Linked DNA regions of Mus musculus: all the other regions are linked to region 1. Evidence: chromatin contacts called from public Hi-C, HiChIP or PLAC-seq and promoter capture Hi-C data. All regions are on one chromosome and are shown on one strand. Each heading gives the region's core, a stretch centred on a gene start, on an enhancer-like site or on the middle of the called end of the contact. The rest is flanking DNA. Distances are from core to core; before and after follow the strand shown.

Evidence for each region. Promoter capture Hi-C pulls out the DNA fragments that hold promoters and counts their contacts. A called contact is a pair of places that touch in the nucleus more often than the background predicts. HiChIP or PLAC-seq counts read pairs in DNA pulled down with a chosen protein or histone mark.
Region 2: a contact with region 1 is called in a Hi-C map of cortical neurons, with 2.5 times the contacts expected there. The contact joins the enhancer-like site here to the promoter of Fmnl1 in region 1. A contact is called at or near these places in 14 of 39 promoter capture datasets (the 3T3-L1 cell line, 3T3-L1-derived adipocytes, the C10 cell line and 9 more), 6 of 484 Hi-C or Micro-C datasets (the HL-1 cell line, the N1E-115 cell line, cerebellum and 2 more) and 2 of 115 datasets of contacts at active chromatin or transcription factors (large pre-B cells and stem cell-derived neural progenitor cells).
Region 3: a contact with region 1 is called in a promoter capture Hi-C map of embryonic stem cells, with 3 times the contacts expected there. The contact joins the promoter of Rprml here to the promoter of Fmnl1 in region 1. A contact is called at or near these places in 9 of 39 promoter capture datasets (the 3T3-L1 cell line, 3T3-L1-derived adipocytes, cranial neural crest and 4 more).
Region 4: an H3K27ac HiChIP or PLAC-seq map of large pre-B cells shows a contact between it and region 1, with 2.6 times the contacts expected there. The contact joins the promoter of Gjc1 here to the promoter of Fmnl1 in region 1. A contact is called at or near these places in 2 of 115 datasets of contacts at active chromatin or transcription factors (embryonic stem cells and large pre-B cells) and 1 of 9 other capture datasets (adipose tissue).
Region 5: an H3K27ac HiChIP or PLAC-seq map of bone marrow-derived dendritic cells shows a contact between it and region 1, with 3 times the contacts expected there. The contact joins the enhancer-like site here to the promoter of Fmnl1 in region 1. A contact is called at or near these places in 16 of 39 promoter capture datasets (the 3T3-L1 cell line, 3T3-L1-derived adipocytes, the C10 cell line and 8 more), 1 of 15 datasets of contacts at CTCF or cohesin (embryonic stem cells), 26 of 484 Hi-C or Micro-C datasets (B cells, ECoMG myeloid progenitors, the G1E-ER4 cell line and 7 more), 5 of 115 datasets of contacts at active chromatin or transcription factors (the SCID.adh cell line, acute myeloid leukemia, bone marrow-derived dendritic cells and 2 more) and 2 of 9 other capture datasets (embryonic stem cells and liver).
Region 6: a contact with region 1 is called in a promoter capture Hi-C map of embryonic stem cells, with 3 times the contacts expected there. The contact joins the enhancer-like site here to the promoter of Fmnl1 in region 1. A contact is called at or near these places in 15 of 39 promoter capture datasets (the 3T3-L1 cell line, 3T3-L1-derived adipocytes, the C10 cell line and 7 more), 1 of 15 datasets of contacts at CTCF or cohesin (embryonic stem cells), 28 of 484 Hi-C or Micro-C datasets (B cells, the G1E-ER4 cell line, the HL-1 cell line and 8 more), 6 of 115 datasets of contacts at active chromatin or transcription factors (the SCID.adh cell line, bone marrow-derived dendritic cells, bone marrow-derived macrophages and 2 more) and 1 of 9 other capture datasets (embryonic stem cells).

What each region holds. Positions count from the first base shown.
Region 1 is chr11:103,168,799-103,172,938 of GRCm38.p6, reverse strand. It overlaps Fmnl1 (formin-like 1), which reads right to left and starts at 1,801. Exons shown (of 26, transcript NM_001077698.1): 1 at 1,498-1,801. The coding sequence starts at 1,626. Gm51919 (a long non-coding RNA gene) reads left to right here and starts at 2,363. Exons shown (of 3, transcript XR_003949776.1): 1 at 2,363-2,785; 2 at 3,908-4,057.
Region 2 is chr11:103,664,463-103,668,602 of GRCm38.p6, reverse strand. No RefSeq gene overlaps it. Among named protein-coding and RNA genes, the nearest start is that of Rprml, 17 kb to the right of the region's middle. Within about 2 kb of position 2,177, at least 53 of the 459 cell types and tissues checked have an H3K27ac peak or open chromatin away from gene starts, as enhancers often do. A contact at or near this core is called in the N1E-115 cell line, cortical neurons and hippocampal neurons, where this site is marked.
Region 3 is chr11:103,647,688-103,651,827 of GRCm38.p6, reverse strand. It overlaps Rprml (reprimo-like), which reads right to left and starts at 2,319. Exons shown (of 1, transcript NM_001033212.2): 1 at 1,248-2,319. The coding sequence starts at 2,047. The coding sequence ends at 1,694. 1700072I22Rik (RIKEN cDNA 1700072I22 gene) reads right to left here. Exons shown (of 2, transcript NR_131143.1): 2 at 2,815-3,222.
Region 4 is chr11:102,817,071-102,821,210 of GRCm38.p6, reverse strand. It overlaps Gjc1 (gap junction protein, gamma 1), which reads left to right and starts at 2,052. Exons shown (of 3, transcript NM_001159382.1): 1 at 2,052-2,241.
Region 5 is chr11:103,468,411-103,472,550 of GRCm38.p6, reverse strand. The region is part of intron 5 of Lrrc37a (titin-like); the gene reads left to right. Among named protein-coding and RNA genes, the nearest start is that of Lrrc37a, 35 kb to the left of the region's middle. Within about 2 kb of position 1,865, at least 6 of the 459 cell types and tissues checked have an H3K27ac peak or open chromatin away from gene starts, as enhancers often do. A contact at or near this core is called in bone marrow-derived dendritic cells, where this site is marked.
Region 6 is chr11:103,447,737-103,451,876 of GRCm38.p6, reverse strand. Lrrc37a (titin-like) reads left to right here. Exons shown (of 14, transcript XM_011249376.2): 12 at 733-769; 13 at 844-989; 14 at 1,068-1,170. The coding sequence ends at 1,134. Among named protein-coding and RNA genes, the nearest start is that of Gm39397, 28 kb to the right of the region's middle. Within about 2 kb of position 1,991, at least 9 of the 459 cell types and tissues checked have an H3K27ac peak or open chromatin away from gene starts, as enhancers often do. A contact at or near this core is called in embryonic stem cells and trophoblast stem cells, where this site is marked.

The DNA.
Region 1 (4,140 bases), core at 552-3,051:
TAAGGGAAAATCGAACCCATGGCCCTCCTGACAGGCTGAACCTGCCATCACCCAGGCTCCTAATATGACCCCCTCCCCCACTTGCTCAGCTCTGCTGAGCTTGGCCAAGGCCTGGATCTGAGGAAGAGGGAGTTAGGGGCAGGTGGAGAGACAGGGAAGTCCAAAGCTAGCCTAGTGTGAAATGTCCCTCAGAGTCCCTATTTGTCCCCAAGTTGAGCACTTGTGCCTTCACAAGGAGAGACCCCGCCCCATCTCAGAGGTCCCCCCAAGCTCCTCCTCTCCTTCCGAAGCCAGGATTCTCAGGAACTGTTGCCCCTTTGAGACCATGCAAAGGATCTAGCAAGTCAGGCCTACTGACTCGCTCGCTTGCCAGAGAGAGGAAATGCTATCCAGGAGGTGTGGAGGACAGAGGGTCAGCACTTCTTTGCATCCAGAGTGAGCCTCCTCTGGACTCCCATCCTCAGACCTGCAACATCAGCCTACTGAGACTGGAAAATGCCTCTAGGAAACAGCCCAGCCTTCCCCACTGTCACCCGGTGTCCAGCCAGGGATGCCTAACAGGGATGCCACTGGGCAGCCACCTACAGAAGACAGCAGGAAAGAGTGCTGGGGTGAAGAGGAGGAAGTGAAAAAGACTGGCCTTTCCCCTCCCCTACTTCTGCCTCCCAATGCCTGCACAGCCCACCCTATCAGAAACACTTTGAACCACTTAACTCCATGCTCAGAGTTGATGAGTTGATGGCTCCCTCCCAGAGGCCCAGACTTCAGCTGCTACTCCATCCTAACCCACCCTTGCCTGCCCCAGTTTCCCAAGCAAGTGACAGCCAAGAGGGAGGGGAGCCTTCCAGATTTCTGTTCCACTCCAAGCCAGAATGACCAGCCTATCCTGGCCCCACCCTTCCTAAGCTTACTCCTTTCAGTGGTTGGGGGTGGTCCATGATGAGGGAATGACTGCAAACACCCATTCCGGGACATGGTGGGGGTGATAAATACAAGTGGAGGGTCTAAGAGTCCAACTCCTACGCCAGACACCAGAACAACCCAGGACTGAAGGCTCCACTAGGTCTACAGCTTCCAGAAGGTTAAATTATAACCCCTTTCCTCTTTGACCCTGAGACGCAGAAGGGCAAAGCGCTCCAGACTTGCACCCAGCCGCTGGGCCTGCGTGCAGTGGAAAAGTGGGCGCCAGCCCCCTCCCACCTGGGGCGCGTTTGGAACTCAACCTTATGAGACATTTTTGACACCTTTAGAACTAGGAGCATAGGAAGGGGGTCGATGGGGGGGTCTCTTAAGAAAGCTTCCTGGAGGGGGCTAAAGAAAGTTTCTTGGGGGGGGGGGTGCCAAGTCACTCTGAAAGATGACAGTGTTACTCCTACCCCTCTGGAGGGACAGCAGGTGGACCAGGGATCTCCAAGCCGCACCTGAGTCCCAAGAGGCGGGGACGCATGCGGAGCCCCTGTCATCCCTGGCTCCTGGTGCGCATCAGGTCACACTCACCAAGACCCGCGTGAACCTCTCCTCCAGCTCCCCGGCCGCCGGCATTGGTTGCTTGGGGACGGCTGGCTGCTTCGGGGGCGACGCGGTGGGGCCCGCGGGCTGTTCGGCGCTGCCAGCCGCGTTGCCCATGGTGGTCCCCACCCAGCCGGCCAGGCGCCTCCAGCCTCGGAGATCCAGTTTTCCCTGGGGGTCGCGGACTAGGCTCCGGGAGCCTGGAAGCGAAGGGCAGCGCTGTGTGGCGAGGCTTGGCTAGGTGGCTCTCGGCTCAGCGGCGTGCAGGGGCCGGGGCGCGGCGTCCCATCGCGGCGGCCCCGTCCGAGGGAGCGGGCGGCGACCGAGGCTCGGGGAGGAAGTAGGGTTGCAGGCGGCCGGGGCCAGAGGGCTGGGCCGGGGGCAGGAAGCTGCGGCGCGGGCTCCCCCCTCGGCGATTTTCGAACTTCTGCTGCCGCTCCCGGTGCGCGCAAACCGCAGTTCTCCGCCGCGCACCCGGCCCCAGGGGGGCGGGCTGCAGGGAGGGGGCGGGCGCGGGCGACGGCCGGGGGTCCTCCGCAGCCATGGCGCGCCGGCTGGGGGCTGCCGAGCAGTGCACCTGCGGCGGAGGGGGCGGCCGCCGATGCACCTGCCCGAGCCGGAGCCGACCCAGGCGAGGCCGAGAACACAGCGGCGCGCTCGCCCGGCGCCTCCGGGTCCTAGAACCGCAGCTCTCCACCCTAAGCCCGGCAGTAGGGGGGTCCCTAGGCCCGAGCCTGGAGGAGGCAGACCCCCGGGCGGAAGATTGTCCAACCAATCCGCGCGCGCCTTAGAAACCTAAGGTGGCGCTGAGGTGCGGTTGGTGGGCGTAATTGCTGCTGGGGGTCCCCCTTTGGGGTCCCCAACTAAGAAGATGGGAACCCCCTTCCAGGCCCCCCACCTCTGTGTCTCTCCTCCGTTGGGCCCAGAGATGATCTGAGGACCAGAGGGAATTATCTGCAAACAGGTTGGAGGACAATGACATAGGTCAATTGAGACCTGACCAGATGTGACTGTGCCAGCATCTTCAGCAGTTTTAGACTGGGGGCACTCGTGGAAAAATGAGGTTGGCGAACCTGGAGATCACTGTGGTGGTGCCAAGGAGAAGTAGGGCACTAAGAAGGGTTAAAGGCAGCTGCTAGGCTGGGGGAGGAACAGGCACCTCAGATGGGTGGAAAATCTTGACACTGTCACCATGAGGGACCTAGGCTGGCTGAAGAATGACAATCTTGGCTATCTGATAGTTACAGAAAGATTTCTGTGATAGTGACCAGCAAAGGTAGGTATGGATGTCCTTGTTTCTGTAACGGTAACAAGGGGCCTTTCCGTAGCTGTAGCAAGGGGTCTTGTCCAAGGCCACACAGATAATTAGGGCAGAAACGAGCCTCTCTGTTCATATCCAAAAATCTATAGCCTCGGACTCTTCTTATTTAGGGTAGGAGAGTGGAGAAGGGGTAGGCCTTCATAACCGGGGCTCGAACTCCATCCTGAATTAACACCTCTAATTCTCCCACTTAATCTGTGGGGCTCTTGAGTCAGCCCCTCCCTGTTCTGCCAGTCCATGGGGTGAGGTGCCCTACACTGAGGGAGCCTTGAACTTTCTCTGTGCCAGCCCAGGGGCTCTAAATGGCTACTCTAGGTCATTCCCACCTCTCTAGTTCATACTCAAAGCCACTGACAAAGGATTCAGCAGGAACTGGGAAATTAATTATCTAATTATGAGGAAAACCAGACACAAACCTGCACGCTCCCCAGCTTGACCTGATTAAAGCCTTCCTCCTGCCAAGTTCACCATCGCCCCTGTCACCATGGGAGAGATAGTCTCATTTCATGTCCTGAGCAAGGACTTCCAGGGTGGGTGGAAACAGGGTCTCCTGGAGCCTATAGGAAGGGTACCTGCCCTATGCCTACCTCCATCTTCCTTAGCCTTGACCTTGGGCCTTGCCTGAGATTAGTAGTTGAGAGATTTTTGTTTATTTATTAAAGACTGTACTTCCTGATTCTTCCATAGCTGTCTCTTTCAATTCATCAACAAATGTTTCCTTCGAGCCCCAGCTGTGTGCCCAGCTGTCTGCTTACTGATGGGGCTTCTGGGACTCTTAAGGTGTCCCTAACCTTGGACACAGCCTAGCAAGGAACGGATTCAGAAGCTGGGAGGGAGGGTATCTGCATTGAAGTACTTGTGGGGTCAGTGCCCATGCCTCCTCTGCCCATCACTGCTACTTTGAGGGACACCGAGAAGCCAGAAATTGGGCCTCTACTGCAGTAATTGCCAGCCTGCATCCTCATTGCCAATTGCCTCCCACCCAAAACCTGGTGGAAATAAAGCTAAACTGAAAAGGGCCTATCATGTGGGAAATTATCATATTAACAACCCTACATCCTCCCTCCTGCTGACTAGGAACGTGAGTTACCAAGGAGATGTGATCAATCATCACCTATTCAATTCTGTTGGCTTCATAGAAAGCATCTTCCCAAAACATGGACCACAATGGAGAAAATTCTACCAGCAAAGCTTGGTTGTCAAGTTTAGGAACAATGTTTCCTTTCCGTAAGTCTGCGTTGCCCCCTTCCGTGTGCAGGTGGTATGACAGGCAGGACGGACTGATGGCTGTGGTGATCGATACAGTCACA
Region 2 (4,140 bases), core at 928-3,427, 500 kb before region 1:
CTGGTATCTTGTTAATCACAACTGATTCCTCAGCCCCAGCTAACCAGAACCAGAGAATCTTCCCAATTAAAATAGCAATGGCCCTGAAAAGAGTCTTTAATCTTCCCTCTGAAATTTCACAAGCCAGACCTCTCCATCTTCTGCACTGTTCTCAACATTATCTTCCAAGCTCCTACACAACATCTGACAGAGCTCTTAACAACGAATGGATCTTCAAGCCCAAAGTTCCAAAGTCCTTCCACAGTCCTCCCCAAGACAAGGTCAGGTTGTCACAGGAATACCCCACTATGCTGGTACCAATTTGTCTTAGTCAGGGTTTCTATTCCTGCACAAACATCATGACAAAGAAGCACTTGGGGAGGAAAGGGTTTATTCAGCTTACACTTCCACATTGCTGTTCATCACCAAAGGAAGTCAGGACTGGAACTCAAACAGGTCATGAAGCAGGAGCTGATGCAGAGGCCATGGAGGGATGTTCTTTACTGGCTTGCTTCCCCTGGATTGCTCAGCCTGCTCTCTTATAGAACCAAGACTATAAGCCCAGAGATGGTACCACCCACAAGGGGACCTCCCCACTTGATCACTAATTGAGAAAAAGCCTTGCAGTTGGATCTCATAGAGGCATTTCCTCAACTGAAGCTCCTTTCTTTGTGATAACTCCAGCCTGTGTCAAGTTGACACACAAAACTAGCCAGTACACAGTCAGTGCTCTTAACCACTGAGCCATCATCTCTCTCTAGCCCCTAGATAACTTCTTTTTAAAAACTGAAAAAAGATTGTGTGAGGGGGTGAGAGAGAGGGGAAGGGGAGGAGGAGGGAGAAAGAGAGAGAGAGAGAGATGCAGATGTCTTTGGAAGCCTGAAAAAGCTGTCAGATCTCCTGGTGCTGGAGTTATATATGGTTATGGGCCACTCCGTGCAGTTTCTGGGAACCCTTCTTCTTTGAGCAGAAAGTGCCCTAAACCACTGGGCTGTCTCTCAAGCCCCTCACTCTCTTACTATGGGAACTTGAGGTCCTCTTTTGCAGTTGTTGCCTTTTCAGTATCTCTGAGAGTCCACGGGAGTTGGCACCCACCCACCTACCCCCACACATCTCTTTCCTATTGGTGACCCCCTGGCAGGGCTTTTGGATTGTCTCCTTCCTCACGGACCATAGCCCACGCTCTCTGCTGCTCTATCTAGGGTGGGCAGGATGCCACTACTTGGGGAAATGCTGAGGGCAAGGGAGCAACAAGGCCAGGAGAGGGAACTAAAGGAGGAGAGGGGGCACGGGGAGTGGAACTGCTGAGCGTGGGCTCAGTCCCAGAGCCAAAAGCCTGCGCTGCAAATTGCTTTTTCCTTCATGTCTGTCCCAGGGAAAGGCCCAATTAAAATAACACCTATTGAAAACGGAAGCAGAATTGCAACAGGCTGCCTATTAGGCCTGTCTCCACAGGCAACGAGGGGTAGCTGTGAGCTTGAGGAACCCTCCCTGTGTGAGCACAGATCGCCCCCGAGCTTTGGGAAGACTCCAGAAAGGGGCTGCCCCAGCACCTGACCCGAGAAGAGCCCGGACCCTGACGCTTTGAGGGTACCCTGTGCAGGGGCCGGATACTTTCCAGGGCTGAGTCCTGAGGCTTGATGAGACCGAAAGCATCCGGTTCTAAGTCTAAGAACAGGATCAGTGTAGTTGAAAGGAAACTTCTCAGGGAAAGACAACGTGTCAGGGGCCACCCAGCCCGCTAGGGGTGACAGCTGGAGGCAGAGAGAAGGTTACATATTTGGCATTCACGGCTTCTGCCACTTTATTCTACTGCCTTGAACATCCCATCCTAGCCTTGGCCTGGGACCCTGGTCCTAGCCACAGTTCCTACACACTGGCCCTGTGCCATATTTCTGCTCAACACAGCTAGGTAAGGGAAGTAGGGGCTATGCCAAAAAGATTTTTTTTTTTCTGGTTTCAAAGCATCTCTCCAGACCCCTCAGGAACTGGTCTAAGTTCTTCCTCACATAGCCAGACTGCGGTGTCCCTAGGAGGCAGGCAGAGATGGGATGGACACAGTGTCTAAGCTGGCCAGAACAGTGGGTTCTGGAGGTGCCTGCTGGCCGCCCACAGGGAAGCTTAGTAGTGGGTGGTATTCTCTCCACTGGGCCATGTCTCAGCTACCCAGGGTTGGTTTCCATGACAACAACAAGCTCCTTACCCATCCTGTTCATCCTTAAAAGATTCCCACCCCAGCTGTCTGAGCCTGGGCTCCTCGCCCAGCTGCCTGCCGTACCAGCAGCCCACAGCTCCAGAGCCCAGGTTTAGCAGTGAACTGTCAAGCCTCCAGAGAGAGTCTCCTGGGAGGTGCCTGGTAACTGGCCAGTCTTAGAAAAACGTCCACATGATTGCTTCTTAATTGGATTAGGAACTCGCTCCCAGGGGTTCTCTGCCCTCCACGTTGCAGCCAGGTTCCTCCAGTCTTTTGGCTCTCAGCATTAAGATCTTCCCCGTCCCCTGCTCAGTGTCCCCAGCTGTAAGAGTGCTGCTAATGGGGACTTCTGCAAAGCCAGTTACATACCCAATGGGAAAAGAAATGCTCTGATACCTTCAGAGATGAGACACAGCCCCAGCCTGGAGCTGTTCAGGGGCGCCACCCCTCTCTTGAGCCTCAGGTAACCCCTATTCCTGGCCTCTGCACATTGTTTCTGCTTCTCTGCCCTCCCTCTCTACACAGAAGCTCCTTCACAACCCAGCTCCAAATCCCCTCCCACCAGAAGTCTTCCTGTCTCAATAATTTCCCCCTCTGTCTTCTCACAGTGCCTATATTTAGTCCCTGTAACATGACTTGCCTTATGGTATATTGTGCCAGGGAGGGGGGGTGGGAGATCCCTGGAGCTATTTATTTTTCTGAAGTTATTTTTTTTTTAGTATGTTTTCTTTCTCTGCTGAAAAATTCTTCTAGTGAGCATATGTTGTTTACCTGCCCGGCACACAAATCCTGATCCCCTTTTCTTTCTTATGGAAATCCCATCCCACTGGCCAGCTAGAATCGCTGCCTCCTCCTCCAATGATAAGAATCTGGCCAAGCAATTGACTGGTCATAAATATTGATTTAAAGATGACCACATGACTGGGTAGAGCCAAACAGGATTTCCTCTGGTATTTCTGTGGACACAGCCAGCTCTCTGACAACTATCAATTCCCCCTGTGGTACTTACCTAACAGAAACAGAGATGCTTGCAGGTAGGAATTGTCATGCCCCTTAGTTCTGGGCAGTAAGACATGGACAGAAGTTGCTGGGGAAGACGATTAGGAACAGACTCAATTGGCGTGGCCTCCACCCCAATCTTAACGGATGCCTCTCAGGTCCCTGACACCTCAGCCTGAGTGGTTTCATTGCAGTCAGGTAAGAGGCTGCCTGACGGTGAAGCTCGCCAAGGCCAGCGCTGGAGCCAGAGTGAGGAGAGAGAGTGTGCACGACATCACTAACACCCGTACATCCAGCCATGCTAGAAGCTTGGGCTGTCCCAGTGTGGAGAGATGGCATTTCCTGTCCCTGCCTCAGCCGGCCTGCACTGGGTTTCTCTCTCTCTCTCTCTCTCTCAGTGAAAGAGGCTTGAATGGAAACCTCCACAAGACCCAAATCCTGTGCAGTAAGACTCAAATCTGTACAATAAAATGCTAAGTGCAGGGATGAAAGGCCGTAAATCGTTCTTTGAGTGGCCAGATTCATAATAAAAGTCAGGTGAGAGTTTGAAAAGACGTTTACATGCAGACTAGGCCAACTAAAGGACAGACTTGTTAGTTATCTGAGTAGGTCTCAGGCCACGGACATCTCCGAAACAGTGCATGAGCCAGCCTTATCTTTACCGAACCCTTCCTTCAGCATTCATACCTCCAGGGAACCTGCACCATCATTCCTGACCCCGCCATCCTGTCTTAGTGATTACTTTGCTCTGATTTTTCTCCTGGGTCGCTGTACCTGGCCCAGGACCTACCCACCCTAGGCAGGTGCTCTTCCACTGAGCTACACCCCCAGGGATGGCTTACTCCTTTTCAAAGCTCAAGCCAGCTGTGCCTCCATGAACCAATTGAGCACTGTGTGTGTCTTCTCCCCAAGTCCCACCCCACCAGTGAGTGGAGACCCCTCTAGATTGGAGCATTTTGGGTGTCTTT
Region 3 (4,140 bases), core at 1,070-3,569, 480 kb before region 1:
TATGCTATGGGACTTGTCTCATAGCTATTTAACAAGGGTTCTGCAGGACCTGGCTTCGCTGGCCTGTCTATCACATGGATGAATCCCTGGGTATATGACTGAATGGCAGGGTGGTGGGAAGGACATATCTTAATATCGATGACTTCACAGAGCTGTGTGGGAGCTGGGAGGAGTCTAAATCCTTCGGATGCAATCACCACTTATGATATACCCCCTCCCCCACACTGCTGCCTCCTTTCCCTGCCTAACTGGTGCCAAAGACAGAAGGTTCCTTCCGTTATCCATTCTAAAGCCAGGGAAGGCTTCAGCCATCTTCTTTCTCATCCTCCTTCAGGTCTACCCAGTTGGCGAGGAGAGGGAGGCACCTGAGCTCGGTTCCCCAGAGCCCTTTCCAAGTACTTTATGCCCAAGACTGGCTAAGAGGGTGCACATAGGTCGAAAAGCCTAAGGGAAGAGGGCTTTCCTCCCTGTGGTGGCCTGGACTCAGTTGTACCCCAGAGCAAAGGCTTGCTGTAGATGGCCCCCTTCCCTTCCTTCTGGCCAGTAAGCACCAAGTCCCCTCCAGAACTCAGTTTCAGGTTATAAGGGACTAGAGGGTGCATTTTTTTAAATGGGAGGGTCTAGTACTCAGAAGACAACTTCACCTGGAGGCCATTTTCCTCATCTTAAACACCCCAAGTCTCCTTCCAGGACAGAACTGTTCCATCCATCTACCATCCGTAAGGGTGGGGTAAAACAAGCCATTAAATGGGGCTTCTGGGCTCAGCTTGGAATTTTACTAGACCCAGCCCCATCTACCCAAATGAATTTATCTGATATGTTTATTTTATTCCCTCCCCAAAATTCTGTTCGCTTTCTTTTTCCATTTCCATTTCATGAAGATGACTAAAATTTCCAGCAATTAATCTCATTAAGTGTCTGGCTGCCCCAAAGGACCTGCCTCCTCTACAGTAGTAGTGTAGAAGAAAACAGTTCTTTGTAGGAAAAAGGAAACAAAAACACAAAAAAAGACAACAAAAACAACGTTTAAAAAAAAAACCCAAAAAGATAAAACAGTTCCTTTCTTTCTCCTCTTGGTCTGAGAACCAGGGAGCTTCAGAGCTATCTGCCCCATAGCTCCTTTAATGGACCAAACTGGGCAAGAAGTAGGTCACGGTCTCCTCCCTATACACACACACACACACAGACACACACACAGACACACACACACACACACACACACACACACACACACACACGGCACAGTTAGAATGTATAAGGAAGCCCGACGGCTATGGTTTTATTACAAAATTTCTTCTCAGACGCAATGCGAGATCAGATGCAAAATCTCAGCGATGCACCTCTTCCCTGAGCCCTCCTTGGAGCTGGCCCCCACCAACACGGCCGACATCCCCGCCATAGTTAACCTCAGCCCCGCATTGCGTCTCCCCATCCCTGTCTCCCACTCTGCCCCGAACTTCTCTTTGTAAAAAACCTGTGAAGAACCCTGCGTCCCCGGCCCCTGCTGGAGCGCACACAGGACGGAGTCTGGCATGACAGTCCCTTCGCGCACCGCCGCCGCTGAGTCCTATGGTGTCCAGACCCGGGTGGTGCGAGGTACTTCGTTGATCGCAGGCAGCGGCCAAAGCCTTGAGAAAGAGGCTCCGTAGTCTCTTCCTCGCGGTGCTTCAACTCTGGCAAGGGCGGCCGGCGCTCAGTATAGTCCCAGGATGGCGGCGCCCACGTCCTTGGAGGGCCTGCGCTCCTGCATCAGAAAGTTGATCATGCTCTCGGACTTGATGAGCAGGTTACAGCCCAGGAAGAAAACGCCGAAGACCACGGTGAGCGACAGCACGCAAAGCACGGCGATCTGCGCCACGCGCGACACCCACAGGCTGCGTTCGTCCGGCGCCAGTCCTGCGGGGACCCCGTCGCTGGCGGTCAGTGGTGCGCCGCCGGGGCAGCAGTCTAGCCACGTGCCCAGCCCGTGGCTGCGGTTTCCCAGGGTGGCTCGGGCGTCACCACCCACCTCTTCCAGGCCGCTGTGGTTCAGGAAGCTCACGTTCATGCCGGCGTGGTGCCTGGGGGGGGTCTGAGAACGCAGGCTAGGACGCGCCCGGGAGCTGGCGGCGTCCGCTCTGTCGGGGACGCCCGGGGGGTCCCTGGATTACCCTTGCGCCAGGAGGAGAGGAAGGCGGGAAGTCGCCCACGCGCGCTGCGGTTCTTGGTCCGCCTACCTCCCCAGCGGGAAACCGGCGGCCAGGAGCAGAGAGCAACAGGCGGCGCGCGAGCTTGAGAGAGCCAACAGTGCGTGGCAGTCGCCCACGGAGCTCCGAGACTGCCGTGCTGCCCCGCCCCTGGCAACCGCCGAGCTCCGCCCCGCCCCGCCCTTCCCCAACCCACTCGCGTCGCCCAAGCTGCGGGGACACGAACCCCTCCCAGCGTGCTGTCTGCGCAAAGCCCGCTGGACAGGGTCAGAGTGTTCAGGCAGCTCCTGCCCTCGGGCCAAGTAATCTTTGACTCACTCTAGGCTGTCTGTTTTGGGCCGAAAGCTGCCCCAAAGGTGCGGGTTCCCAGAACTGTGGATGGGGGCGGTCTGGAGCCTTTTTCATTCTGTTACATTCTGTGTGTGTGTGTGTGGGGGGTAGCTTTGGCCCACGGCATTGCCCACTCCAACGGGTGTGGCTCTGGGTGGCCTGACTGTGCCACATTGTCTCTGCTGGCCCCTCTCAGCTTTTCCCTGGCTGAAGGCTGTCACAGCTAAGAGCTCTTTGCCTCTTACCATGGCCCCATATGCCACCTCTTTTTAACATATTTATTAAAATTAAGTCATTTGGCGGAGTTTCTATTTTATTTATTTTATAGAAATAATCATTGTAGATCACTTAGCACGGATCAGCAAAAGTTGGGAAAAACCCTCTAAAACTGCAAAATCCTGCTGTCTGGGGTGGGCCAGTGTCCTTACCTAGGTACAACCTCCTCCTGGTTGTCTCTATTTGTGTCCGGGAATGCAGCGTCTTGCCTACTGTAGCGTACATGCTGTTTTGTACTGCAAGGATCTGGCTCAGACAGTCTGTGCTTTGCTTTTGGCACCAGAATTTCTTTAGAGAAATGCTCCTATATTCCTTTGCTCATTATTCTGCTCAGCTTAAGGCAGGGCGGGGGTGGGGGTGGGGCGGAGAGGTTTAATCTGCACTCGCAGCCCATGTCCTTGACTCTGTCCAGCTGTAGTCCAGCTGTCTGCTGCAAAAGGTAGAAGTAGAGAGTGAGTATGGGGACTTCAGGGAAACCCGGCTCCAGTGAGCATACTCAGTACACGTGGGGGCAAATGCCCTGCTCCATAAGCTCTCAATCTTTCCTTCCTGCCCCCCTTACCCTTCCATCACTCTGGGTAGATCCTGCTGGGTAACTTGGTGTGAAAGGAAGGTTGAGAGATGTTTGCCTTTGACCTGTAGTGTGAAGGTAGAGAGAGCGAGCTAGGACCCCTGGAAGCTAGCGAAGATCACCAAACTAAACACAAGCCTGGGCTCTTACCCGGCTCCCCCCTCCCCGCTCTTGCTGGGACAAGAGTCAGCCAATTGCCTATGTCCAGCTGCCTGAAGAGGGGCGGGGCAGGAAGCTTTGCGTAGAGGCAGGCAGGCCTGGGGGTGGGGTACAGAAAAGTATTCCTTGGGCTCAGCAGAAGGGAGGCATAGAGTAGTCTTAGTTTGTGGGGACGTATTGCTTTTCCTACCGTGTCCTTTGGGATTTAGGGACAAACTTAGGGATGCTGTCAGCTGCCTGCCAAGTTCAAGCCTGCTTGCTACAGGGACTGTGCTTAGCTTTCAGGTAGTATCAGGGTTTGATTTTTCACATACAGTCTGGCCATTGCCTCTGTAGACCTAGGCTCTCAGGCTCCTTCAGCTCAGAAATGGGCGTCCTGTATGACCCAAACCCAGGTCATTACACACTCTCTGTCTGTACCATGAATCCTGGCAAGATTTGGCACAGTTTGATGTGTATGAACTCTTAATTTTTACTCCCCCCTATGTATGTATAGATCAAAGGTAAGTGTTTTTCTCCATTCCCCCCCCCCACGCTCCCCTCAGAACTAAGGAGTGACCCCTGCGTGTCATACATGTGAGGCAAGCATCCGTCAGGGAGCTTTAGCTCCTGTTCCTT
Region 4 (4,140 bases), core at 803-3,302, 350 kb after region 1:
TAATTAGAGTTTTTTTTTTTTTTCTTTTTGGCTGTTAAACTATCCCACACATATTTTGGTGAACACCTGTAGGCATTTCTGTAGAAGTTAGTCAAATGATGTCTTTTTTCTCTTAGAGGAGGGGGGCCAGAATTAAACCCAAGACCATATGCATCCTGGGTAAGAGCTCCACTGAGCTATGCCCCAGCCCCAACAGGTTTTTCTCATTCATATTCTCATGTATTTAAAAGTTCTTCACATTTGCCACTAGAAGAACTAGAGAAGTCATGTTGGGAAAGGCTGGCTGGGGAGAACTTTTGATACTCAGAGGCCAAGCCGTTTAAGGAACGGAAAAGGCTCAAGCAGCTGAGCGGGAGGGTGTAGGTTCTCAATAAACCAAATGTGGATCAGAAATGGCTATCCCATAAAACCAGAGGCTCATGGTTGGCCATGGTGTCCCTTACCTCTACTCCTAGCACTTAGGAGGTAAGAGCTGGGGAATCCCTCTGAGTTCCTGAGCAGTCTGATCTACATAACAAGCTCTAGGACAGCCAAGGTGACCCCATCTCAAAAAACAAAGAAGCAAACAAAAATAAAGGTTCAGAGCACAGCACAGTGGGGGTGGTGTCTGCCTTAGACCCCGCCTCCTGAGACAAAGGCAGGAGCATCAAGACTTCAAAGCTAGCTCTCAGCCACAGGTCGAGTCTGAGATCAGCCTGTGCTATAATGGGACTTCGTTTCATAAAAAATCAAACAAAATATCAAAAATGAAACATGAGGCTCAAAGTGAGCACATTCTTTGATTTTTAGAGAGAAGCCAAAAAAAAAAAAAAAAAAAAAGGATTTAAAAATTTGGGCACTTTCCTAAAAAAAAAAAAAAAAAAAACCACACACATCATAGCAACCAAACAAAATTTCGGAGGGTGTGGGTAGGCAATGGACCATCCCTTTTCATCCCAACCTGTGACCTAGCTTCGGGAGAAATTTGATCCACAAGTCGCCTCACTTGTTAGTGTTTAATTTCATCCCTGTCCAGGGGCAAAACTTTTAAAAAGCCTATCCATTTGTAATTCTAGAGTACAGGAATGGCCCTCCCCTCCCATCTCTTTGGTAAACTGCCTTTCACCACCCAGTCTCAATCTCGTTAAAGTATTTAGGGGAATTTCTCGTTTCTTTTTTAATAAAGATTTATTTTTTATTATTTTTAATTATGTGTCTCTGGGTCTATGTGTAGGTATGTGCACATCGATATAGGTGCCCCGAGAGAGTCGGATCCTCCAGAGGCTGGAGTTACAGGTGGTTGTGAACCACACAACGTGGGTGTAGAAGATTCTCTGCAACAGTAGTACAAACTGCATAGCCGCTGAGCCGTCTCTCCCGCTAGTTTTCCTTTTCTTAACCCGCAGTTTCGGCCAGGGGAATTCCTGTCCATGTGCATTTCAAGTCTTGTAATTGGGATCCCGCTGGGATGCAAGGAGTTAAGAGGAAATGGCCTATTAGGGTCTTACTAATCCGAGAAATCCAGGACCTCAAAACTATGCAGAACGCCTGTAAAAACCATGATTCCACCAGGCGGGGATGGTTGGCCGAGAAGCCCCGGAGGTTTTTCGAGCAACTGCAGAGCAGAGCCTAGAACGGCCATGAGCATCCCGAGATCCGCTGGACCAAGGCCCTGACCTAGCGCACGAGATAACGGTGGAGCTCTGCGGTCCGACCCTGGAAACTCAGGTGAGGCGTGTCTCCATCACGCTGTCACTGGCCGGCTCCTCCGGGGAATCACGCCACAGGAAATGAGCCCGCGGCGCTCGAAGTCAGCCGCCCACCGGGGCTCCCCGCGCAGGGGTCCTCCCGCCACCGCGCGCCCCGCCGCGTACGGGACCGCCCGGGAACGCGCGCGGCCGGTCACGGAAAGTTGGCGCCGGCGCGGGGCCGCGCGCTCCGGGCGCCCCCTCCCACTCGAGGCGCACGTGCAGCCGCGCCCCCGCTCCCAGGCCGAGACGGGACGCCCCCACCCCCACCGCGGCACGCAGTGCGCAGGCGCCTCCCCGCGGGTCCCGGCGGCGGGAGCGGGAGAGAGGGAGGCGGCGGGCGCGGCCGGAGCGGCTTCAGCCTCGGCTTGAAGGCTGAGGCGAAGGAGGCGGCGGCGGTGGCGGCGGCGGCGAGGCGGCGAAGGTGATGGCGACGCGGGGCCCATGAGGCGGCGGCCGGCGGGACGGGCCGAGGCCCGGCGGAGGAGGCGGCTTCGGGGGCGCCCACCGCCGGGTGAGCGGCGGCTTGAGGGGCCCCGGGCCGGGCGCGGCCGGGCGAACTCTGAGGCGCCTCGAAAGCGGCGGCGGCGGCGGGCCGGGTTCCTGGGGGCGGCAGGGCGGGAAGGAGCGCCCGCCGAGCCCCGAGGGGCGTCGCCACCCGCGTCCCGCCGCCGGCGCGCCCGCCCTCTTTGTCCCCAGGCGCGCGGTTCCCAAATTGGGAGGGAAACGGCTCGGGCGGGCCGGGAGCGGGCGGCGGTGCTCCCGCAACTCCTCGGGGCGGTTGGGGGACCCGGCCGGGCTGGCGCTGGGCGGGCTCGTCTTTGTCTGACGGCCTGGGCCGCTCTTCGGCGGCGTGCTGCGGGCTCCGGCGGGTCCTCTGTCCCCCTCGGAGGTTTCTTTTTCCCCCCTTTTTTACTGGAGGTTTGGTTCGAGCGCTGCGGAGCGGGAGAGGGGCTGGCGGGAGGACCCGGCCCGTCGCCTCTTGCTGGACGCCTTTTCTTTACTTGAGATGACTTTATTCTCACTTCGGAAAACTTTGGAGCTCTGCTGTGGCCTTTTTTTTTTTTTTTTTAATTGTTCTTCGTTGAGTCTCCAGATTGAAAATAGAGAGGAGGCGCTAATGCTGTGATTGGGCTGGCTGCCGCGTTTGGAGTTTCGAGTTGAAAAGATTTACATGACCCATGTTTAGAATTTGGGGTCCTCCCCCGCCGGTCCCCGCTTTGCGGATTATTTGGGATTGCTTTTCTTTTGCGAAGTGGGATGAGTTTGGTTTTTGTCATTTGAAGACATTTTCCTTTTGGTCCTCGGGGACTGGCAACGCCACAGATTTCATTGTGCTCGGGCTTTATTTTGTTCTCGTCCACACTAGGTGCAATCGAGGAACTCAAGGTAGACCAAATTCTGGATAAGTTATCTTGTATGTGTCTTAAGTCTAAAAGTTATTGCTTTTGTTGTGCACCCTTACAAGTGGATATATGTGAAAGCGCTGTACAAAAAGCCTTGTAAACGAAAGACTTTAGTTCTGTTAGGCAGAAATCATTTTGTCTGTAGTACATGAGTAACTGTAGGAAGAGGATTAATAATGTAATTTGGGGATTAATCCTTCCCCCTTGTAAACAGTTTGCAGGTATTTTTCAGAGCAAAAAATGCAAAACAAAGAGAAACAAAAAAGGCCCCACGAATTTGATTGCTTAGCTTGTAACTAAATTAATTGTGAGTTTTTGTTAAAAATTGCAGGTTTTGTTTGGGGCCAGCAGGATTTATTTGCAGCTACTTTGAGTTTCTTAAGGGCTGTGTAATGGCAGAATGAAAGGAATTAGAACAGTCTTCGGGGTAAAGGGTAAAACGATTTGTGATGCCAGATCTTCGGGTGCAGAGTAGGCAAAGGGCGTTTTGGAGAGAAAACTGGCATTATAAGTTCTGCAAATGTGTTCTGATGTGTTATGGTTCCAAAACATTGGTTTCATCCTATTAGTTCTGTTCCTTTGCTAAAGAATGGATGAGGAGGTATTGAATACTGGCTCACATACAAGCAGTAAATTCTTGTTTTACAAAGTCTGGAGTTGGCTCTCAGTACACCTTGGCAAAGGGTTAGCTTACAGACCCATGGAATGTGTTTAACCAAAGTGTTTCCTACAACAGTGAGATGATCTCATTAAAGATTACATTTTACTTTTTAATGTTATTCTTTGAAGCTGGCTATCATTGTGTGGCATGGGTTGATCTGGAACTTGGTATGCAGCCTAGGGTGGCTTTGAACTCCCTACTGCTTGACTCTCCAGAATGATGGGTTATAGGTAGTTCATTCAACAAACATTTTTGTGGTCCTGGAGACTGTACCAAGGGCTACGTATGTGCTCTGTCACTAAGCTGTATCCCAGCAACCTTCTCCCCATTAAGTGAGTGTATGGGA
Region 5 (4,140 bases), core at 616-3,115, 300 kb before region 1:
AAAAAAACCCCAACCATCCAATAGTGGTTGATAATCTAAATGGTAACTGTATCCCCTTGCTTCTCTCTGACTTTAAAGTGCCTCTCCTTCATTTCTCTAAGCAAGTCCAGACTGGTGGCTTTATTTTTGTTTTGTTTTGGTTGGTTGGTTGGTTTGGTTTGCTTTGTTTTAAATAAGTCTTGAAAGTCTTCACTTGGCAGAAGATCTACACATTATTCAGACCAAGCACATTCACATGATAGTTTGGCTACGGTTATGTCAAGAGCTTAACCCTGAAAGAAAATCCTAATTTTATCCCTACTGAAGTGTCTGCCTATAGCTAAGAATATTCATGGGATAAGTTGCCCATCAATTGACTCATGGACCCAGAAATCCCCCAGTGCTTCCTTTTGGCCCCTGGCATTGGTTTCCTATAGGAAACTATTCATGCCCAAAATTTTGCTCCTAGGGCTGAAGAGATGGCTCAGTGGTTAAAGCACATGTTGCTCTTGCTGAGGACCTGGGTTCAATTCCTAATACCCACATGGTGGCTCATAGCCATCAGTAACTCCAGTTCCAGGGCCCAGTACACTCTTCTGATTTCTACAGGTATCAGGCACACATGTGGTGCACATACTTATGTGCAGGTAACTGTTCATACACATAAAATAATAATAAATCTAAAAAAAAGAATATATTTTTTAAAAAGGCTCGCTGTCTTCAGGACCTGGTGGTCCTCACTTTGGTTCAGAGAGGATACTGGCAGCTGCTTCTCACAGTAAGAAAGGCACAAACATTAAAGAAGAGCAACTCGAGTCTGTCCTTGGGATGAATTGGGTAAGATGATTAATTTGTAGTTATCCTGCAGTCTTGAGAGGGTCACATCCAACATTTATGACACCTTTCCTTTCTTTGTCACATCCGATTCTCCCCTCTGGTGTGAGAAGGCTCCTTGTCTTCTCATCCTGGTAGTTCTCCCTCTACCTGTAACAACTCTTTGATACTCACATCTATGAGTATTTGTCATGTTCTGGGTGTTATTTGAAATACTTAAACGAGTGAGAGGCGCACATGTAGCACATTCTGACACCTAGAAGTGGTGTCTTCTGAACAGGTTATCTCGGCTTTCTGGGCTTTGTATCTTATCATGAAGTTGGCTTCTACTTGTCATAGGGCCTGTGGGGCAGATAGCTGCATTTCCTTCTAAGAAATGCATATCTGTAGAACTCACTGGCACACTCTTCTCTGGCATCCCCAAGGGTTCCTGCTCCTGGTTTATTATCCATACAAAGTCACTTGTGTTGAGCTGCCCATTCTGGTCATACCCCTTCTAGATGCCTTTGAATCCTGGACTACTTGGTGAGGGAATCGTAGGGATTTTGGTTTTTTTTTCCTACTGAAAAAGAGCTGAGGTTTGAGGCTGTCCTACTCAAGTGACTTCACTCCAAAGTTACAGAAACCAGAGTTTGAACCCAGAGCCTGCTGGATCAAGCCACTTTTGCCTGTTCTTCGTGGTTGTCTTTCTCATGGCTGGGTTAAATACTGTGACTCTCAGAACCATGGTGCAGAAGCAGACTCACCATTTTTGATTTCTTAGAATCTACTAGTGTAACACAGAATCCTGCACCGAGAAGCTTCACGTGGGGAGGACCTTGTAGATGAGAAAAAGAAAGGATTTCTTCTTTCCTCACATTCTTCTTGCACGTTGGAACAGGGTCTGGGTCGCTGCTTATTTCTCTGACCATCTTCCTCTAAGGAAGCCATTTCCCTGCCTGCCTTTGGGATTTCTAGTGTGGGTGCTTTTAGAGGCAGGTTTAGCTTCCCCCTTCTAACTGTACAGAACTGCAAGGTCAGCTGGGGTGAACTTCCTTGGGTATTTTTGGTTGTTTTCCATCTAAGCTCACACATACACATGAGCATGACCTTCCAAATACTCAGGCCTGTGGCTTGTGGTCTTCCGTTTCCCAAGCACATATATGAGCATCTCAAGTTCCCTGTGGACATGGTGCTCCCTGGCTTTCCTGTCAGTCTGCTGTGTAGGGTCTTCGTTATCCCAGCCATACTCATATCACTGCCTCAGTTAAGACACTTGACTGTAATTGTTTTCTAAAGCCACCTTCTGGGAGAAGTTTCTAGAACTAGAGAATGCTCAGTAGGATCAGATATAGACAAGTCTGGTCTCACTAGGGGCCACTAATTCCCTAGGATTGAGGCATTGAAGGAGCTACAGCTCGATTCTGCTCCATCTTATAGTGAGACTATGGGATGTTTTGGTTTGTTTGATGGATTGATTGATTAATTGATTGATTGATTGATTTTAAGGTTGCCACTGAGCTAAGATGAGGAATGACTTAGGGGAAGTTAAAACAACACAAATCCTTTTGTTCTTACAGAAATTGAGTTGGTTTTCGTGAATAAATGATTCCAGAGTATGGCAAGCCTTTGGTTAACATTCCACAGTTCGCTAATTCATTGTTTTACGCTGGATGAACTCTGATGTCCTTACTCAACTGTTTTCATTGATATCAACATGTTATCTCAGTGACAATGGACTAATTAAATGTTAATCTCAGGGAATGATTAAGGAAAAGAAATAAAAGGAAACCATAACTCTTACAGCTCTTACAGTGGCATCCTCCAATGAGCATGTGAGGTTTAAGCAGTTAACTTCTAAGCCACTCGCGATAGTGTGTAATCCCATCACATGGGAAGTATAATCAGGAAGATCAGAGTAGCACGGTCATCCTGAGCTATATAGTGAGTTCAAGGTTAAGGTTAGCCCAGACTAATAAGACTTGTTTCCTTTTAAAAAATATTATTTCAAACCCATTATTTTATACTATTAATACACTCTTAAAATGTGTATTTCAATATTTACTTATTACTTTGCGTGTGCCATGGTATAAGTGTGAAAGACAACTGGGCTCAGGGACTCAACTACAGTTATCAGGTTGACAGTAAGTCCCCTACCTGTTAACTGCCATTTCTGCCAACTGGCCAGCCCAGGAAATTGTGTTTGCAAAAGTTTTCTAGAAAGAATATAATCAAAATATATTGTGTGAGCTGTAGCTTAGTGAGAACACATACCACCCATGCACCAAGTTCTAGGTTCAATCCCCATGACTGTCAATAAATAAATAAAAGGAAAAGGCTGTGTTAGGTGTGGAGACAGTTCTGCAGGTAAAAGTTCTTGCTGCACAGGCCAGATCTGTCTGACTCCTGGAACCCAGTGTATGGAGAAAACAGACTCCCCAAAATTGTTTGCTGACATCCACACCTCCCTGGCACTCACATGCACAGCCTGACATGGCACCACCTCCAACACAATAATTATAATAAATGAAATTTTAAATTATTCTAAACTAAGTCTCAAAAGGAAGACTTAATTGTGGCTCTCGTAAATCCCCTTTCTCCACTTGCTAAACACAGGCTTTGGAATCAGAACTAGCCTCAGGTTCCAATTTTGGTTTTCTGTATGCCCTCAGCAAACTAGGACAAGTCATACAACCCTTGTGTGCCTCCATCTCCTCGTCTGGAGAGCAGGAGCGGTGACTGGAGCAATGGCTCAGTGCTAAAGAGCACATCTTGCTCTTGCAAAGAAGAGGAGCTCAAAGTTCCACAGGCTCTGAGTCCCTCTTGTGGACTCCTCAGACACTCGCCTCACAAGTACGCCTACCCCTGCTACACACACACACACACACACACACACACACACTTAATTTAAAATAAATTTTTTAAAGAAAATGGGGTAATGGTTACCCTAGCACCTCCAGTCCGGTTGAACATGGAAGGATCACAGATGCCTGGGAGCTGAAATGATTATTGATATGTTCTATTCTGATTTGGGAACAGACTAAATCTAAAACATTTTTTTTTTCTGTTTCACTTCATTTCTCCTATTTTGTTTTGGTTTTGTTTGTCTGTCGGCCTGGGCAACTAAGCAAAGACCCTCGGCCAAGAGAGCGGGGGAGGATTATTCATCTTATTGGCGTATAAACAATGTTGCTTACTTGTCCCATAAACACTTGTTAAATACCAGGGTCAATCCAGGTGCCCTTCCAGGCACAGGGGTGACAATGACTATAAGGCACAATCATTTCCTGAGCTCATCATGGCCAGGAGCCTGGCACCTGCACACACAGGCTTGTTCAGTCTGTGATG
Region 6 (4,140 bases), core at 742-3,241, 280 kb before region 1:
TCCCCTCACTCAACAGTGGGGAAACTCAGGAAGAATGCTCTCTCTTGATGTCTTGCCTGGCTCCCCAAAATAGCAGGAATACCTAGGCCTAGCAAGAAGGCCTCTAGTGTCACCATCTCTTTAAGGACAGAAGGTTGGGCTGTACCCATCCTACTGTTGGTAGCATCAGGGATTCACTATGCAGCCAAGGCTAGCCTCAAACCTCGTTTAAACTTGCCAGGTACTGGAATTAGATATGATCCAACATGCCCAACTAGCTATGTCCTTTAAACTGTTGTCACGACTCACTCCTCAGAGGCAGTCTGCACGGTGAAATTCGGAGTTTATGAGCTGAGCTGTGGACTTGGTGCTAGGCAAACAGGAGTGCCCCCTCCCTCACCTCAGAAACTCTGTATGTGAGAGTTTGTCTAAAGGCACCAATGGGAAAGGCTCTGGACAGCAAAATGCTTCTGTCCAGGATGATTTCTTCAAAGACAAAAGCTAGTCCACAGGGGTAAGTGGGGCTCTAGTCATGCCGGCACTGTGGCTATGCTCCAGGACAACCCATAGACAAAGATCTCCCCAGGGGCCTTGTGGAACAAAAGTTCCTAGAAGCCAGGCATGCATGGAATTGTTCTCAAGTCCCAGGGCATGGGTGATTTTTGTTATGGAAAGAGCTGAGGTGTCTCCCAGGAGAGAGACACACACACAAAATGACTCAGTCACTAACTGTCTTCTGTGTTTTCTTCCAAGGTATAAGAAAAACTACTACAAGATATCTGAGACTCAGGTAAGCTTGAGACTGGGTGCTGTGGCTGGGGAGTGATGATTGGGGTAACCAATGTCTCCCCTTCTCTTTTCTAGGATGGGTTTTTCTGGCTAAGGTGCCCACTGTGGCTTAGAGACATGTATAGGCCTCTGCACGACACCCGAAAGAAAAACATGGCTCAAGACCTTCAGGACAAGGAGTCGTCTGGAGAGGAGGAGATTTTCAATAAGGATGTACCAAGGTAAATGTCTAGCTCAATGAGGAGATAAGGGCCAGTTCCTCTTTTCAAAGATTAAAAGCCTTGGCATTGTTCTTCCAGGGAGTTCAAGAGAAGATCCTCGGTGAAATCATCCGCAGAAGAGAGTGTAGTCGAAGCCCCACGGTGATCTGCTATCATTTATTAATAAATTATTTTTTGTAGATTTGTGAGTATCAAAGTCTTTTGTACTCCAGTACATGAAAATTGATGCACAGCACTTGAGGGTGTGGGCCAGTCAGATGGCTTGTCACAGGTGAGCAGATGTCATTCAAGCCCCGTGACCTAAGTTTGATCCAGAATTCAAGTGGAAAAATAAAAAGCAGCTTCATGCTCCATCTTTATCCCTGTGCATCTTGTAGGCAGAACAGATTTTGAGTTGAAGGTTTTGTGGGTGAGTTGATGTACCTCTCCTACTGGAATTCCTGACTGGCTCCAGGAAGTGACCACTTCAGTCTCTGTAGGAACCTCAGCTAGGGTCACTCCCATAGACTCCCCTGAGTCTCCCCCATCCCAGGTCTCCAGCCAGAGATGTCCCCCCCCCCCATCGATTGCCATGCTCACTCCCAACCCTCTCCCACACCCCCTTCCCCAACACCTGATCACGATCCCCATTCCCCTCCTTGCCCTCTCTCTCACCCAGTTCCCTCCCTCCATCCACCTCTGATGACTATTTTGTTTACCCTTCTGAGTGAGATTCAAACATCCTCCCTTGGGCCCCCTCATCACTCAGTTTCTTTGGGTCTATGGGTTGTAGTGTCGCATCCACCCCGACCAGCAGGAAAGACACAACACCATTGTCCTTCTTCAAGCAGGTTTATTCAGGAACACTTCGCATTGAAATGCAGGAACAGGAATCCACCCCCCCCCCCCCAGCAACCCCGGGGCGTGCCTTAAATACCCTACTGACTCCTCCCAATCACCCCAGTCACATAACGGCAGTCCATTGGTTCACAGCAAATGATGACACCTCAGGCGAGCAGATGAGGCATGGAGTCTGCGCAGTGCAGGGGGCTAAGTCTGAGGTAATGAGGAAGTCAGGCGCAGGTCATAAGACCTGGCAGCCATCCCCGGGCGCCATCTTGGGGCGGTGGCCGCACCCGCTCCTCACATTGTAGCATGGTTATCCTGGATTTTATGGCTAATGTCCACTTATAAGTGAGTGCATACCATACTTTCTGGGTCTGGGTTTCCTCACTCAGGATTATATTCTCAGATTCAATCCATCTCATTATGTCTTTGTTTTTAATAGCTGAATAGTATTCCATTGTGTAGATATACCACATTTTCTGTATCCATTCTTCAGTTGAGGGACATCTAGGTTGTTGCCAGTTCCTGGTTATTACAAATAAAGCTGTTATGAACATATTTGAGAAAGTGTCCTTCTGGTATGGTGGAGCATCTTTTGGGTATGTGCTCAGGAGTGGTATAGCTGGGTCTTGAGGTAGAACTATTCCCAATTTTGTGAGAAGCTGCCAAGTTGATTTCCAAAGTGGCTATACAACGCACATTCCCACCAGCAATGGAGGAATGTTCCCCCTGCTCCACACCCTTGCTAGTATGTGCTGTCAATTGAGTTTTTGATCTTAGCCATATTGACAGGTATAAGATGGAATCTCAAGAGTCATTTTGATTTGCATTTTCCTGATGACTGAAAATGTTGAAGTTTCTTTAAGTGCTCTCAGCCATTTGAGATTTCTCTGTTGAGAATTCTGTTTATTGAAGAAATGGCCAACCAATGACTGATCCAACTTGAGACCCATCCCATGGGAAAAAGCCAACTCCTGACACTATTAATGGTACTCTGCTATGCTTGCAGACAGGAACCTAGACTAGCTGTCTCCTGAGAGGTTTCCTAGAGCAGGTGATGGAAACAGATTCAGAGACCCAGAGCCAAATGTCAGGTGGAGCTCAGGGAGTCTTGTGGAAGAGTGGGGGACAAAATAGAGTGAGCTGGAGGAGCCAAGGACACCTCAGAAAGACCTACAAAGCCTGGGCCCATTGGGGCTCACAGAGACTGGACCACCAACCAAAGAGTACGCAGAGGTTGGACCTAGGTCCCCTGCACATTTGTAGCAGATGTGCAGCTTGGGGGTCCTCTAACAATTGGAGCAGGGTTGGGGGCTGTCTCTGACTCTGTGGCCTGCCATTGGATCCCCTTCCCCTACCTGGACTACCTTGTTGGGCCTCAGTGGGAGAGGATGTGCTTAGTCCTGCCGGGACTGGATGTCTCAGGTTAGGTGGTACTCAGGAGGGGACTCCCATTCTCTGAGGCGCAAGGGAGTAGGTAATGGGGCTGTGATAGGGATGTAAAGTGAGTAAAAAATAAATTATAGAAAAAATAAAGAGTAAAAGCACATACATCCACAAAGCTGCATGGGGCAGCAAGCATGTGTGATCAGAACACTCCTGCGGCAGCCTGAGAGGTAGGGATGGGAACATCACAGTGAGCCTGGAGTACACAGCGGAAAAACAAATGAAGAGACCCAGCCTCAACCAACTCCCAAATACTGTCCTCTGACTTCCATGGTTGCTGTGGCATGCATGAACCTAGACTGACTCTCTCTCTCTCTCTCTCTCTCACACACACACACACACACACACACGCACACATATAAAATAAAAATTATTTTAGAATTGAGAATGTGCATACTAACCACAGAAAAATATTGACATTCCAATAATATGAAGACTGGTGTCAGTCATGGTCACCCAGTGGCCTCAGTCCCCAGGGAACCATTGACCATCGTGGCTGCTTATGGTTCCAAACAAGAGCGGCCAGCCTTCTGAGACCTCACCTGGCTCGTCAGTTACCTGACTGTGCAGGAGGCACTTCCCAAGCTTTACCCTGAGCATGACAGCCAGGTATTTCTCTGTGTGGTGACCTCAGTGAGGCAACTTAAAGCACAAGCCGTAAGGAATGCATAGCCGTGGGAAGCATCGAGAGCCACCTTCACCACTGACCCGTAGGGGCAGTGTGCTTGGTACCAAGCCCTGGGCTGGCCCTCTAACATCTTGTGCCATTTAACCCAACACTCTCCTCTAGCACCATTGTTTCAAACTGTCGTCCAGAAGGTGGGGTTGGGCAAGCTTGTACTCTCAGTACTTGAGAGATCCAAGTAGGGTGATTCCTGCA